Linked DNA regions of Mus musculus: regions 2, 3 and 4 are each linked to region 1. The links are chromatin contacts, called in public HiChIP or PLAC-seq and promoter capture Hi-C maps. All regions are on one chromosome and are shown on one strand. Each heading gives the region's core, a stretch centred on a gene start, on an enhancer-like site or on the middle of the called end of the contact. The rest is flanking DNA. Distances are from core to core; before and after follow the strand shown. Region 1 holds the start of Capza2 (capping protein (actin filament) muscle Z-line, alpha 2). Region 2 overlaps Gm4876 (predicted gene 4876). Region 3 holds the start of D830026I12Rik (RIKEN cDNA D830026I12 gene). Region 4 has its middle 23 kb from the start of Gm46953.

Region 1 (3,398 bases), core at 328-2,827:
GGAGAAAGTTCTGACAGTGGAAAGAATGTGGGATGTTGAACAAAATGCCTAGGATTCAGTCGTATTCGAGCTATGTAGCATTGGATAAATTCCTGAGCTTTGGTTTGGACGAACAGTAATACTTACACTTACAATGGCAGGGAGCAATAAATAAAGCAAGGATTTAGGAACTATAAAAGAGGGAACTGATATTGACTTGTAGCTCCTGAGGGGTTTGGTCAGACACTGTTCTTTGTTAACTTGCATGCTGTCTCCACGGGTTTGTCTTCAACTGGACACTTTCAGTTCCCGCACATGTCAGCTTCCTCTTCCTGCTCTCTGCAAACGAACACTTTAGTAAGTCACTTAATGATAGTGTTCTTGGACCCAGATAGCTATTTGAGCTCTTTAGGGTCCTCTTACCTGTCATTTACACACAGCTGTCAGATTGACACCGCTGAGCATGTTCGGTTCATGTCGTGACACTGTCCAAATGCCCTCAAGAGCTTCTCACTTTCTAATTATTGAAGTCTTAACTACTAACTAAACTCTTAGTCCTTGGTAAAAACAAAGTGTGGTTTTCAGACGAGTAGCACTCCTCCTTCCTGGGAGCTTGTAAGAAATATAGATTCTCTGGTTTGCTCAGGCCTGCTGAACTAGCAACTCAATTTTATCAACATTTCCAGCTGCTTCCTGTGTCAGCTTTGACTTCAACCTTCCACCCCCCCCCCTTTTCTTTAACTTGAAGCTTCAGTAGTAGAGTTGCCAGATTTAGCAAATAAAAGTAGGAGACATCCAGTAAAATTTGAAAATAATAAATAATGGTTTTAGAATGCTTTAAATCCTTCATGGGACATTTACCTTAAAAATTGGTTGTATGAAATTGAAATTTCTACTGGATGACCTGTAAGTAGTTTGGACAGCCAGTTCATGAGGGTACAGATCCAAGGCTAACTTAACTTTTTTTTCTTTTTTTTTTACTTTCCAGGAGTACAATGCCTTCCCTAACTCAATGTCTAATTAATAGAGGTGAGCTTAAGAGCATTTTCTTTGGGATTTTTGTTTGTTTGGGTTTTTAAATCTACATTTCTTATTCCTAAGAACTAGCAAAATAGTCTTCCTATCATAAAAGACCAATAAATGTTTTTCGGATGAATAAATGAATATATCAAAAGTAATCTTTCAATTATGGACTGGATTGTGTGTGCCTATTTCAATTAAAACAGTATTTTTCCTAATACTTAAAAATGTTTTAAATTGGTACAGCTTTTCACATTTTAGCTGGCAGCGTTCAGGACTTGGTGGGAACAAAGTCATGGGCTCAGAATGTACTCATCGCCAACCGGGTCCATATGGTCATCGTTGACTAGAGAAGGCACCAGACAGAGCAGGATGACAGAAGATAACCATAGCAATCCCACTTTGGAGGCGCTGCGCACGCGCACAGCGGCGCTCAGGCCGGCGCTCAGGGGGAGGGAGGCGGAGCTCCGGGGGCGCGTGCGCGGCGGCCTAGGCTGAGGAGGCGGAGCTCCCAGGCGTGTGCGCAGTGGCTCGGCTCCCGGGAGGCGGAGCTCCGGGGCGCGTGCGCGGCGGCCTGGGCGGCGGGGCCCCTCCCTTGGCGGGGGCGCGCGGCGCGGAAGACCGCTCGGAAAGGGGGAAGTCAGGTGGCCGCTGCTGCCACCAGCGCCACGGTCTGTCGCCAGAAGGAAGATGGCGGATCTGGAGGAGCAGTTGTCCGATGAGGAGAAGGTAGGTGCCGCGGCGGTGAGGAGCCGGGCGGGCGGGAGGGCGGGAGAGGTGAGTGCCGAGGCGCGAGGGCCGGAGTCTGACCCCGGGCGGGCTCCGGTGGTGGGCCGCACGCCTGCGCTTCCCGAGCGGGGTGCTGCCCGGGCTCCCCGAGGCCGGGCCCCTCCGCTCCTTGTAGGGTGTGTGCTCCGAAAATAGGAAGCGGAGCCCGGCGGCCGCGGGCGGGAGCGGGGGCGGCGGGACCCGGCCCTGGGGGTCCGGGCTCGGGAGCGGCCGACGGCGGAGCGGCGCCGCCTGGCCTGGGGCTTTCGCCGTGAGGCGGGCGGGCGGGGAAGACGGCATAGCCGACCCTCACTTTTTCCTGCAGTTTCTCCTCCCCAACGCGAAGTGCTTCCTGGTTCCCCAGGGTGTTTCCTTCCCTCCGGAGGTCGCCGTCTCCACATCCCGCCCCTTCCCCCCCACCCCCCGCCATCTATTTCTTTTATTAATATTGTCATTACCTTTTTTTTTTTTTTAATTGCTGCTCCCATGTTCCCCGGAAGGCAGTATTGTTCACAAAGACACCCCTCCCTCCCATAGTTATTTTCTGCCCAACTTGGCTGCTTCCCCCTCTTGGGGCAGATTTGGTGACATCCCATCTTCCTGATAGGACCAACTCTGAAGAGGGCGAGCGGGTGCAACTCCTTTTACTGTGTGTTAAATGCTGTGACAGCATTAGGACCAAATGCACGACTCAAGTTCTCACATTTGTGATACGAAATCTGATCATTGAACTAAGGCTCTTGCCCATTTTCTTTGGCGACTGAGGAGACCGCGTACCAAGGGGCAAGTAGTGTGAGGGGGAACGCCATACGTTTTGAGTATTTTCTGGAAAAGACCGGGACGTTTTTTTCAAACTTAGACTTAACTGACATATGAGTGTGCTGCCCTTTGGAAATGTCTGATCTTAGCTTGTTTTTAAGTTCCAAATGAAGTACACCCATGTGGGAAACAGAACTCAGTTCTAGTAGGGTGTTAGAGAAACACTAAGGATATTTTCAGTTGGGACCCTCTCCTTTTATACTGCACCAGAATTAGTGTTCTCTTTCTCTTTGGTTGTTCAGAACTCAGCCTCTTTTATGGTTTTGGAAGTGTTCTGGCTTTCTCGTTTGTGCCCTTGGATGAAATGGTGATAACTTAACAAAATGGGGACAAGCATACCTTACTTTAATTCACAGAATTAGACCCTAAGTCGCTAAAAGTTGCTGTACAGTGTTTACATTTGTAGCATTGAATAGTTTAAAGCTATTTATTGAAAATATACCAGCGCATTACAAGAAAAATAGCGTTTCAGATTCAAAGTTCTTGAAGCGATTTTTTTCATGTTTTGTGTACTTTCATATAATTATTAGGAGGAGCTCAATTGGCTTGGAAGATAGTGAGAAGAGAATTGTTAGGGTGGGAATTAATGTAGATTTGCCATGTTGTTGGAAAGGCCCGGAAATTTCAAAATAAAATGAGAAGATTCCTTGACACCCAGTGTGCTGAGTTTTACAGAGTAGTGTATGAGTTCACCTGCTGGCATAACGTTGGAAACAAATTAATGAGAATTTTAAGCTTAGATTTAGCATCTTTTTGTGACATAGGTAGGAATATTCTGTAGTAACTTCACATACAGATTTTTATAACAGTAT
Region 2 (3,398 bases), core at 329-2,828, 500 kb before region 1:
TATACTGAGGAAAAAAAAAGAAGAGGAGGAGGAAGAAGAAGGTGGAGTAGGAGGAGGAAGAGAAGGCGGGGGAACAAAGTAGCCTAGCTAAGGCATTAGAGTCTAGCTTGACAACTGTGTGCACACTTTAGTACTGCACCTGCTCGTTGAAAGCATGGCTCCTCTGTCATGCATCTCATGGTATCCCATACCCACTGGGACAGCATAATAAATGCCATGCTGAGTGAATGAGGGTAAGAAAGCAATGCTGGAAGAAGTGACACCAGTACAAAAGTCAACCAAATTGGAGAAGAGGAAACAAGCTTCTGTTGTAAATAAGGACTCCTGACTGAGAAAGAACACACAAAACCCATCTCTCCTGGCAAGCACAAAACCCAAAGGGAAACTTCAGAAGTATTCAAAGATACCCGCTTACTATTATATGAAATTGGGTCAGAGAACCATGTACCTACTGCCTAGACAACCTACCCACATAGCACAAGTCTAGTTAATGAGTGAAAACACTAAATTATTGAAGGATTATAGAAGGATTTTTAAGGTCAGTTTTTATGACTATTAAGAATGTAGTCACCTATATGTCACCCTATGGTGATTAAAGCTACCAAAGGTTATATAAACCAAAAGACACAGGAAAATATTTTAAATTGCTCATAACAAATGAGGCATATAAAATCAACTTTATTAAGAAGTATTTTAAGCGCTGGGCAGTGGTGGCACACACCTTTAACCCAGCACTTGGAAGGCAGAGGCAAGCAGATTTCTGAGTTTGAGGCCAGTCTGGTCTACAGAGAGAGTTCCAAGCCAGCCAGAGCTACACAGAGCAACCCTGCCTCAGGAAAAAAAAAAAGTATTTTAAGCATAGATAGAATCATACTGCCATTTGGGAAAATACCCAACTTCCTTCCCTTTGAAATCTGAGAGAATGTATATGTTCATAAGCTGGTTTAAAATATAACATTTAGAAATTAGAAACAAAATTCCTGTTGAAGTTTAACTTATATATACCCAGCGACCAAACAAGTCACACCCTTAACAGAGATGTGTTTGTATCTTCACCAAAACACATAGAAGTTTTGGTGGCAGCACGTTTCAGAATGTGCCAGACTGCAGAGAACTCAAATAAGCATCACCAATAGGATGCACTATCCAGGACTGCACATTTTCAAACATTAGTGAAATTAAGATGCATGATTACAACCTCAAGCAACATTATGGACAAACCTCAGAAATTACATTGAGTAGAAGGAGGCAGACCCATAAGAAGTATCATGTCTTGTTCAAGTACAGCTCAAAGGAATCAAAATTAATATGACTTTTCATGCTGTGTGATGATAACCCTGGTGACCTGGATTTGGGGGTTATGGTTGTGAATGGGGGGATAGGTGATGTTAGGAGGATAGGTATGGATAGGGGACATACGGGTGGCTGGAACACAGTGGGCACTGGTTTTTGTTTTGGGTGTCACTCCCTGTATCTTCGCTTTGCAAAACCTCACAGGTTTGCTAATGGATTAAAGAAGACTTTGCCTTGGTGAAGCCCCATGTTCAGTCATTTGACTGGCTGGCTCCCTGTATCTTTGATCTGGTTTTGTGGCCGGCACATGACTCACCAGCAAACATTTAGGCTTACCTTTTATACACAGTATCTGGATACTTTCTGACAAACATTAATTAAAGTCATCTCCTTTTATAGGAGTTGGCTTCTCTAATTAAAACAAAGTGATTCTTTCCAAGGTCTGAGCAGAAGTGAGTTCCAGAGGGTACTCAATTACATACGCCTCCACCTGCCTCTCAGGGCTCCCACCCTTTTAGACAGCTAGTTTACAGATAGCTACTGACACCACTAACTCCCAACTTTTTACATCTGGCTACAGAATAAACAAAGTCCTTTCTGTTGCTTCCATACAGAAATGCTAAGATAAACTGATATTTGTTTTATAATAAATTCTAAGAAAAGAAGTGCCAATAGAAATGAAATCTAAAAACCAAATTGAACCTGCATAGAGGAGGGTATAATTCCAATAGCTATTTCTCATCCTGTCAGTTTTAAAACAGTTCTAATCCACATTTTTTTTCAAAAGCTGCCCCAATTTTGGGAAGGAATGCAATTTAGCTTTCTTTTCTGTTAGCTTCATTTTAACCTGTTGATATATGAACAAAGTTCACAGATTCAAGTAAAGTTGTTAAATGAGAACAAATCTATACCTAAGTAGGGGAAAGACTCCAAACACTATATCTTTTCTCAGAGCAATTATTTAAATTGACCTAACAGCATTCTTACAAGGATTTATGTAATGTAAAGATCTATGAGTGCACTGTAGTCCTTCGCAGACACCAGAGGAGGGCATTGGATCTCACTACAGATGGTTGTGAGCCACCACGTGGTTGCTGGGAATCGAACTCAGGACCTTTGGAAGAGCAGTCAGTGCCCTTAACCACTGAGCAATCTCTCCAGCCACCTGACTAAACAACTTTTCTTTTTAATTTTTTTATTAGATATTTTCTTAATTTACATTTCAAATGCTATCCCAAAAGTCCCCTATACCCTCCCCCCGCCCTGCTCCCCTACTCACTCACTCCCACTTCTTGGCCCTGGTGTTCCTCTGTACTGGGGCATATAAAGTTTGTAAGACCAAGGGGCCTCTCTTCCCTGTGATGGCCGACTAGGTCATCTTCTGCTACATATGCAGCTAGAGACACGAGCTCTGGGGGTAAACAACTTTTAAACATTGACTCCAATAGCCTGGCTAAGTTCTAGCTGAAAGAAAACTCAAAAACATAGCTATGGGTTCCCAAAGCATTGAGAAGATATGCTGCACATATAAGTCAGCCACAAACACAGGTTGGAAACTACACACACACACACACACACACACACACACACACACACAGAGGGAGAAGAAATTTTGAAGAGAATAAATATGTGAGTGAGAAATTAACTCTTTGGTGCACAACGTCAACTCTTTTGTATTTAGATTTCCAAGTAGTAATATTTTGATCAATCCCTGTGTAGCTTTTTATCATATAACTAAAACACTAGAATGCATTTTTTTTGAGTAAGTTGATTTCTATCTCAGTAGTTATCATAGCTGCTTCTAAGTGAGGGTTCCTCAGCAATACTCATTCCAGCTTGGCTTTTATAACATCCCTGTTTTGCTATTCTATAAGCCATGAATTTAGGTTAAGTTTAGCTTATGAATTATAATTTATGAATGGTTAGCTTCAGCCAACCTTTCCCACACAGAATAGTAGGGAGATGGACATGGTGGTGGTATGTTTGGAGAGAATGTATTAATGGGCACATGGTGATAAAAGGAAAAATATGGGCAAAATTGCAACCTTCTCTGACTGAAATATATGTTGTATATAATTTGTTGCATCTACATTATAATGAGAAGC
Region 3 (3,398 bases), core at 387-2,886, 440 kb before region 1:
GGATGTGTGTACACAGCTAGCATAATTCAACTACACATCTCCAGATACTGTTCAATATTTTATATAGCAGTGTGCTACCATCACTAAAAACAACAACAACAATAACAACAACAAAACCCCCCACTAAAACAAAAGAATTTCCTGTTACTTTTTTTTAATAAAAATGTATCTTTAGTAGTGTGAGTGTGTGTGTGTGTGCACATGAGTATGGGTGCACATGGATACTAGAAGAGTGTGTTAGGTCCCCTGGAGCTGGAATTATAGGCAGTATTGGGCTGCCTGCCCACTGTGGGTGCATGGGACCAAACTCAGGTGCTCTGCAAGAGCATTACACACTTTTATCCAGTGAACCATGTCTCTGATTGAACATGTTTAACCTCCTCAGGTCACATTCATTTGAAAATGACTGCTAATAAGAGGGAAAACTTAGGAAGCATATTTAAGATGTTCTCAAGTGCATCCTGAAAACTCTGCCGAAAATGCTTTTCCTCTTAGCATGTGTATCTTAGTTACTTTCTGTTGCTCTGATAAAACATCATGGCAAGAAACTCCTTGAGGAAGAAACCGTCTATTTTGGCTTATGATTGGAGAGAGAGGGGTCCATACAATGAGTGTAGACACGGCAACTGGCAGCCAAACTGCATCTGAGGGATCACGGTTTCAACTCCAGTTGGCAGAGAAAGCCAACTAGAGCTGGTTCAGGTGAGGTTGTAAACTCTCAGAGCCTACCCTCAGTGACATCTTCTAGCATGGCTCTACTTCATAACGGTTCCATAACCTCCTGAATGGCGCCACCAGCTGGGTACCAAGTGTTTATATGGATGAACCTGTGGGAGATGTTGCTCATTCAAATCACCATGATGTGTAGATAATTTAAGAGATGAGGATGTTAAAGGTATCCACCTTGCTGGCATCTGTGCCAGCTAGTTACACCAGGTTATGTATGTGTGCATGTGAAATTTCCCACCTTTACATACACTTATTTTGGGCAAACACTGCCATTCCCTGTCGCTGAAGAGGATCTATATCTCTTTACTTAGAAAGCATATGTACACACACACACACTCACACACACAGTGGAGGAAATTGATCTATTTAGCTATTATCATTTGAAAAGCAGGAACTTTTTTTATTTAACACGTATACATCTTAAGATAATTGAGAAAGTGCTTCTACCAAGTATATTTTTGGGTGCAGGACGACAGACTAATGATGTGAGTTTCTCTGTAGGCAGCATCTATTTAACAAACCTTCAAAAGAGCACCTTTTATCTAGCAGGCCACTTGAAGGAAACAAGAATGTAAAAGAAAGGGTGGTGAGCACCTAACAGTGAAATAAAAGGAGACAACTACATGGCCCTTGTGGAGATTGCTCAACAATGGGTTTCAATGAAATAAGAGAGGAGAACCACACAGCCCAGAACACATCATCAAGCCCGATAGTCAATTGAAAATTAAGTCTCTCCACTCCTTCTTTTGTTTGTAATTAATGGCTCGATGGCAGGGTGTCATTTTCTACTCCCCTTGCAAACCAAGGAGGTAGAAACCCTGGCAAGATAAATACTCTGACCACTAGGTGTGTTTTCGTTTCTTCTGGTTGCTGGGATATGCGGGGCTGGCAAACGGTGTTCCCAGTCATTTTAGGAACGCCCCTTCTTTCCTCTTCTCCTTAACAAGGTTAGTGAGATTCGTGCGGCTGCATTGGGAAGGGCCTTATCACTGCCGGGTGATCGCTGTTCCAGCCCTGGACAATGAGGGTTCATCCAAAAGCACGGCTTCCTTTCTGCTCTGGACAGGAAGCCCTGCCTGTGTCAGCCGCGAATGCCTCACGCAGTGCCTGGCCAGGCAGCAGCTGGAGAGCTGAGAGGAAAACAATTTCTAGACCTGGTGTTTGTGCAATAAAAGACCGGGTGGTGATGCGATGGGAAAGCTAAAGGGGAAGTTCGGAAATCGTTCACTGTTGTGATAATTTGCCTGGGACGGAGAGAATTGTGAGATTCAGAGGAGAACTCACAAACAAGAGGTTGCCTTCTGTCCAGCCCTAGTATGAGGCTTGCTGTAGGCTGTTATGTAAGGTTGGTTGATTATCACTGGGAAGCCCGCTCTTTTCTGGAAGGAAATGGAGGACTAGTGGATGTGGGGAGACAGGAGGTACTGGGGCGGAGGACTGGGGGAGAGGAGTAGAAAGGGAAACTGAGGTTGGGCTATATTGTAGAGAAGGATGAAGAAGAAAAGCACCTCTCAAGCTAAGAAAACTAAGACGTGGGGAAATGAAGGTACAGTAAATCTCCATCTTAGCCTAGTAAATGCATTTAGAGGGATTTGCGCCTCAGACCAAAGTCCTAGAAGTGGGGTTTGAACTCTTGAATTCTGATGTTCAGTTACAGAAGACTGAATTGCGTCCCACAATCAACAGTGTGTATGGAATGTTGTTAAGACATCACCCGCAGAGACAGTTAAAATGATAAACGGCAGCAATTGCGTTCCCTGTATATTTTATTTCCAACTGCATCACTGGAAAGAGAGGCGTCGATTGTGAGATTTGTTAGGATTCCTTCAGATGCCCCAGAGAAGGGAGTGAACACTGTCTTCAGTGTCCTGGAGCTGAAACAATGAGGAGAGAACACAGGACAGGTTCCTGCCATAGTTAAGGATTTGGACCTAGTGTTCTCTGCAAGCCTGGGGCTGCTAAGGCATGGGGGTGGGGTGGGGGGAATAAAAGGGTCAAAGCAAGGTCACAGAGAAAATATCTATATTTGGATGAAGAAAAGAGAAGAAAAATAATTTCACTAACTCCACATCTAGATAAAAAAAATCAAAGGAATTTAATAAATCTAGAGGCCTAGGGATGAACAGGGACTCGGTTGAGGCAGAAGGGAGGGGCAGAAATATGCATGGGCAATTAAAACTGGAGAGTTGGCAACGCTTTAGTAGTTGAGAGACAATTTTCGCAGACAAATGAAAGCTGAACGCAGACTGGCAGAAGAAGGACTGGCTTGTGGAAGAGCAATCGGTGAGGCAGCCGAGGACACATGCGCAGTTAACCTTTCCAAAAAAACATGGTCGTGGAAGGAAGAGCCAGAGTTTCTGCAAACCTAGAGGACAGGGCTGCTGAGAAGCTAAAGCTCTGACGGTAGGAACTTAACTGCAGAGATAAAGACCGTTAAGGAAAAGTCAGTGAATTTCCCTTTGTCCCCAGGGAAAGGAAACATCCCATTTAAAAGAAAAGTTACAGATCCAAATGACAGGAAGTCCAGCTTCAGGTTGCTTCTGTCTATACTCACGTAGGGGAGCCAGTCCTCAGGCACTCTCTGCTGCCTTAAAGTGAGATTTGAACCCACATCTCAAGCACGGATGTGTTTGGTTACCCCGCTTCCTTTTGGTGGAGAGGTGAGCTTC
Region 4 (3,398 bases), core at 468-2,967, 280 kb before region 1:
GGCCGTCTCCTTTGAATCTGCAAATTCTTAAGGTTGAAATATGTTTTTTTGCATTATAAGATACTCATGTATCTAGTAAAGACATATTTGCTATGAGCTTGAGACCTAAAGACTGAAAAGGTAATGAAAGATAACGACCTTGTGAAAAGTGCAACCGCAAAGAGCATTCATAATTGGTAGCAGTGTGTGTGAGAGACATATGCTCAGTTAATCTTCTCCCAAGCTGGCCTCGAACTGGAATGCTGGGATTAAAGACATCAGCTGCTTCCCCCCAGTCCAGTACGAGCTTTGCTACCTGTAGTGGCTATTCCTGGTTGTCAACTTGACTATATCTGGAATGAACTACAATCTAGAATTGGAGGATCACCAGTGATCCTAATCTGGAGGCTGGGAGAAGTTTCTGACCTGGATATTGGAATGGAGATCTTAAGGCATACTGGCTATGAATTCCAGAAGATTAAGACAGGGAGATCTCTAGGTTCAAGGTCTTCTGGGATTAAAGGCGTGATGGCACACACCTTTAATCTGGGTTACACCTTCTGCTGGAGACCTACATAAGGACATTGGAAGAAGAAAGATACACTCTATCTTCTTTGCCTGCTTGCCTTATAGAACTGAGCAACTACTAGATCCTTGGGCTTCCATTCACACCTGCTGCTGACCATTGTTGAGGAGTTGGACTACAGACTGTAAGTCATTAATAAATTCCCTTACTATATAGAGGCTACCCATAAGTTCTGTGACTCTAGAGAACCCTAACTAATACACTACCCAAAGGCACATGCTTCAACAGTAAGTGGTATTGCTTGGTTCCTCCTTACTCCTTCATCAAAAATGAGTTCTTCTTTTATACAACTGTATAAAATCTTGGAGAAACACAAGACTACCATGAGGGTGAAAATCTTAAACCCGCCTCTTCCTTAGGGCAAACATCTATCCTCTGTCTCAATCTTTTTACATATTCCTCTTTCTCTGTGTGTCTCTGTGTCTCCTTTTCTTTGACTCTTTCCCTCCCTTCCTTCTTCTCTTCCTCTCCCTCTTCTCTTTCCTTTCCCAGATCATTCTAAATGCCCCTTTAAGAGCCACCTCTTAGTATTTCATAGTAATAACTTTTTGGCTCCCAGTTTTAGAGATTTTGGTTCGTGATCAGATGACCCATGGCTTTGGACTAGTGACAGCACGCAGTGACAGAAATGCAAAATAGAGCAAAAGCACTCACACAGCAGCCAGAAATGGATATCAAAGGAGCTGTGATCCCACAATCCCCTTCAAAAGCACTCTTGGTGTTCTGAAAGGCTCCTGCTACACTCTTCCTCCTAACAGGACCAAGCTAAGACCCAAGTCTGTAACTTGAACCTTTGGGGTCATACTTCACATCTGCCCCTAAGTTGTGCTTTCAATGTAAAAGAAAATCTTCCAGGAGAGCAAAGCACCATCTAGCATGTCCGAGTCACATTTAAAGGCAGCATCTTGGCTGCCAATCATGCCCTAACAAATAAAATTTACAACACAAACAAATAAACAAAAAAACAGTTTTTGTTGCTCTTACTATTCTAAGATCTTAAGTATTTTAAGTAAATTATTTCATTTGCTTTATTGTGCCAAAATCTTTTTCAAAAACAATAAAAAAGAACAATTGCATGTTTCCTTCTATGATGAAGGCTGGATTCTACACGGAAGATGGTCAATGAAAACCAGTGCGTAGACTGCCATCTACTGGACAACCAGAAAACGAACTGCTGAGGAGACCTAGCAAGTCTTCCACAAACAGGAATCATGCTGCAAATGTAGCTACCTCAGTTTCCCCGACCTCAGTTTCCACTCCTTCCAGTTTCCCGTCCCTAACTCCCCTCTCACCCAGATCCACTCCTCCTCCATTTTTCTTCAGGAAAGAATAGGCCTCCCAGGGATCTCAACTAAACATGGCATAACAAGTTACAATAAGACTAAGCAAATATCCTCACATCAAGGCTGGACAGGGCAGCCCAGCAAGAAGAAAGGGTCGCAAAGGCAGGCAAAAGAGTCAGAGACAGCCACTGCTCTCACTGCTAGGAATCCACGAGAGGCCAAGATACCATAATGTGTTTGTGGAGGGCCTAGTTAGACCTACACAGGCTCCCTGATTGTTAATCCAGTCTGTCAGGCCCTATGAGCCCAGGTTAGTTGACTCTGTAAGTTTTCTTGTGGAGCCCTTGACCTCTCTGTCTCCTACCATCCTTCCTCCTCCTCTGCAGGATTCCGTAAGCCCTGCCTAATGTTTGGCTGTGTGTCTCTGCATCTGTTTCCATCAGGTGCTCGATGAAGCCTCTCTGATGGCAATTATGCTAGGCTCCATTCTACAAGCATATCAGAATATCATTTGGAACCATTTTGTTTGGTTGATTGGTTGGTTTGGTTAAAGAGAATTTTTTTTTGTTGTTGTTGTTGCTTTGGTTTGGTTGTTGTTTGTTTCCTGTGTGTTCTGTTTGGTTCTATCCTAGACCTCTGGGCTATCCACCCTCTGTGTCCTGACCCTCCAGGCAATGTCAGGGGTGGGCTCCCTCTGGTAGGATTGGGTCTCAAGCTGGACTAGTCATTGGTTGGCCACTCCTACAGTTTCTGAGATACCTTTATCCCACGTAGATAAATTGTAGGTTGAAGGTTTTGTGGCTGAGTTGGTGGAAGTCTTGCCTGATTACAGGAGATAGCTGGTTCAGGCTCTGCATCCCTCATTATTGGGAGTCTTAGCTAGGGTCACCCTCATAGACTCTTGGGAGTTTCCATTGCACTATGTTTCTAGTTAATCCCCAAGATATCCCCAACTTTAGTTGTCTTTCCTGGTATTATCTCCCTGCCAGGACTACTCCCACCTGATCCCTCCTGTTCCAGTCCCAACCTAAGAAAGGCAGCAATCTGAATAAATCAGCGAACACATAGGAACCTGTAAGCACAACCATGTTCTGGTTTTTGAAACGGTTATGTTTAAAGGAGTGTGCATTTCCATTTACAATGTTCATACTTGCTGACTACAGAGCCACTGGAGCTATACAAATGAAATGATCTTCAAATTGTGGTTCCTGGATAGACCCAGGGAGCAGAGACAACCTATAACTTCATGTGATAGAGGAAAAATGTATATGAGAATGTTCCCTTTCCCCAACATAGCAACAGAATATGGCATTCACTGTAACCACATATTATGAATGTATACTGTACAAACCTTGTTAAAACTATACACAGAAAATGGAACTCTACTTTCTAAGGACTTCAGCTCACTCATACACCAAATTTCTGGGTTTTTTTTTCATTTTTTTATTAGATATTTTCTTCATTTACATTTTAAATGCTGTCCCGAAAATCCCCTATACCTTCCCGCCGCCCCCCCCCCCCGTATACACCGAATTTCTAATGAAAAGCTT

The links. Promoter capture Hi-C pulls out the DNA fragments that hold promoters and counts their contacts. HiChIP or PLAC-seq counts read pairs in DNA pulled down with a chosen protein or histone mark.
Region 2: a FOXA1 HiChIP or PLAC-seq map of pancreatic cancer cells shows a contact between it and region 1. The contact joins the enhancer-like site here to the promoter of Capza2 in region 1. A contact is called at or near these places in 3 of 39 promoter capture datasets (cranial neural crest, liver and maxillary cranial neural crest), 1 of 15 datasets of contacts at CTCF or cohesin (the NIH/3T3 cell line), 1 of 484 Hi-C or Micro-C datasets (muscle stem cells) and 3 of 115 datasets of contacts at active chromatin or transcription factors (bone marrow-derived macrophages, embryonic stem cells and pancreatic cancer cells).
Region 3: a promoter capture Hi-C map of liver shows a contact between it and region 1, with 2.0 times the contacts expected there. The contact joins the promoter of D830026I12Rik here to the promoter of Capza2 in region 1. A contact is called at or near these places in 3 of 39 promoter capture datasets (the 3T3-L1 cell line, the SN4741 cell line and liver).
Region 4: a promoter capture Hi-C map of 3T3-L1-derived adipocytes shows a contact between it and region 1, with 5 times the contacts expected there. The contact joins the enhancer-like site here to the promoter of Capza2 in region 1. A contact is called at or near these places in 9 of 39 promoter capture datasets (the 3T3-L1 cell line, 3T3-L1-derived adipocytes, the C10 cell line and 4 more), 1 of 15 datasets of contacts at CTCF or cohesin (the NIH/3T3 cell line), 9 of 115 datasets of contacts at active chromatin or transcription factors (the NIH/3T3 cell line, bone marrow-derived dendritic cells, bone marrow-derived macrophages and 6 more) and 2 of 9 other capture datasets (adipose tissue and pancreatic islet).

Annotation. Positions count from the first base shown.
Region 1 is chr6:17,635,433-17,638,830 of GRCm38.p6, forward strand. It overlaps Capza2 (capping protein (actin filament) muscle Z-line, alpha 2), which reads left to right and starts at 1,578. Exons shown (of 10, transcript NM_007604.3): 1 at 1,578-1,728. The coding sequence starts at 1,690.
Region 2 is chr6:17,133,738-17,137,135 of GRCm38.p6, forward strand. All of the region lies in intron 1 of Gm4876 (predicted gene 4876), which reads right to left. Among named protein-coding and RNA genes, the nearest start is that of Gm4876, 36 kb to the right of the region's middle. Within about 2 kb of position 1,579, at least 8 of the 459 cell types and tissues checked have an H3K27ac peak or open chromatin away from gene starts, as enhancers often do. A contact at or near this core is called in pancreatic cancer cells, where this site is marked.
Region 3 is chr6:17,196,115-17,199,512 of GRCm38.p6, forward strand. D830026I12Rik (RIKEN cDNA D830026I12 gene) reads left to right here and starts at 1,637. Exons shown (of 3, transcript NR_102305.1): 1 at 1,637-1,676. It overlaps Gm52892 (a long non-coding RNA gene), which reads right to left. Exons shown (of 2, transcript XR_003956407.1): 1 at 3,284-3,398; 2 at 2,802-3,144.
Region 4 is chr6:17,357,709-17,361,106 of GRCm38.p6, forward strand. No RefSeq gene overlaps it. Among named protein-coding and RNA genes, the nearest start is that of Gm46953, 23 kb to the right of the region's middle. Within about 2 kb of position 1,718, at least 10 of the 459 cell types and tissues checked have an H3K27ac peak or open chromatin away from gene starts, as enhancers often do. A contact at or near this core is called in 3T3-L1-derived adipocytes, adipose tissue and pancreatic cancer cells, where this site is marked.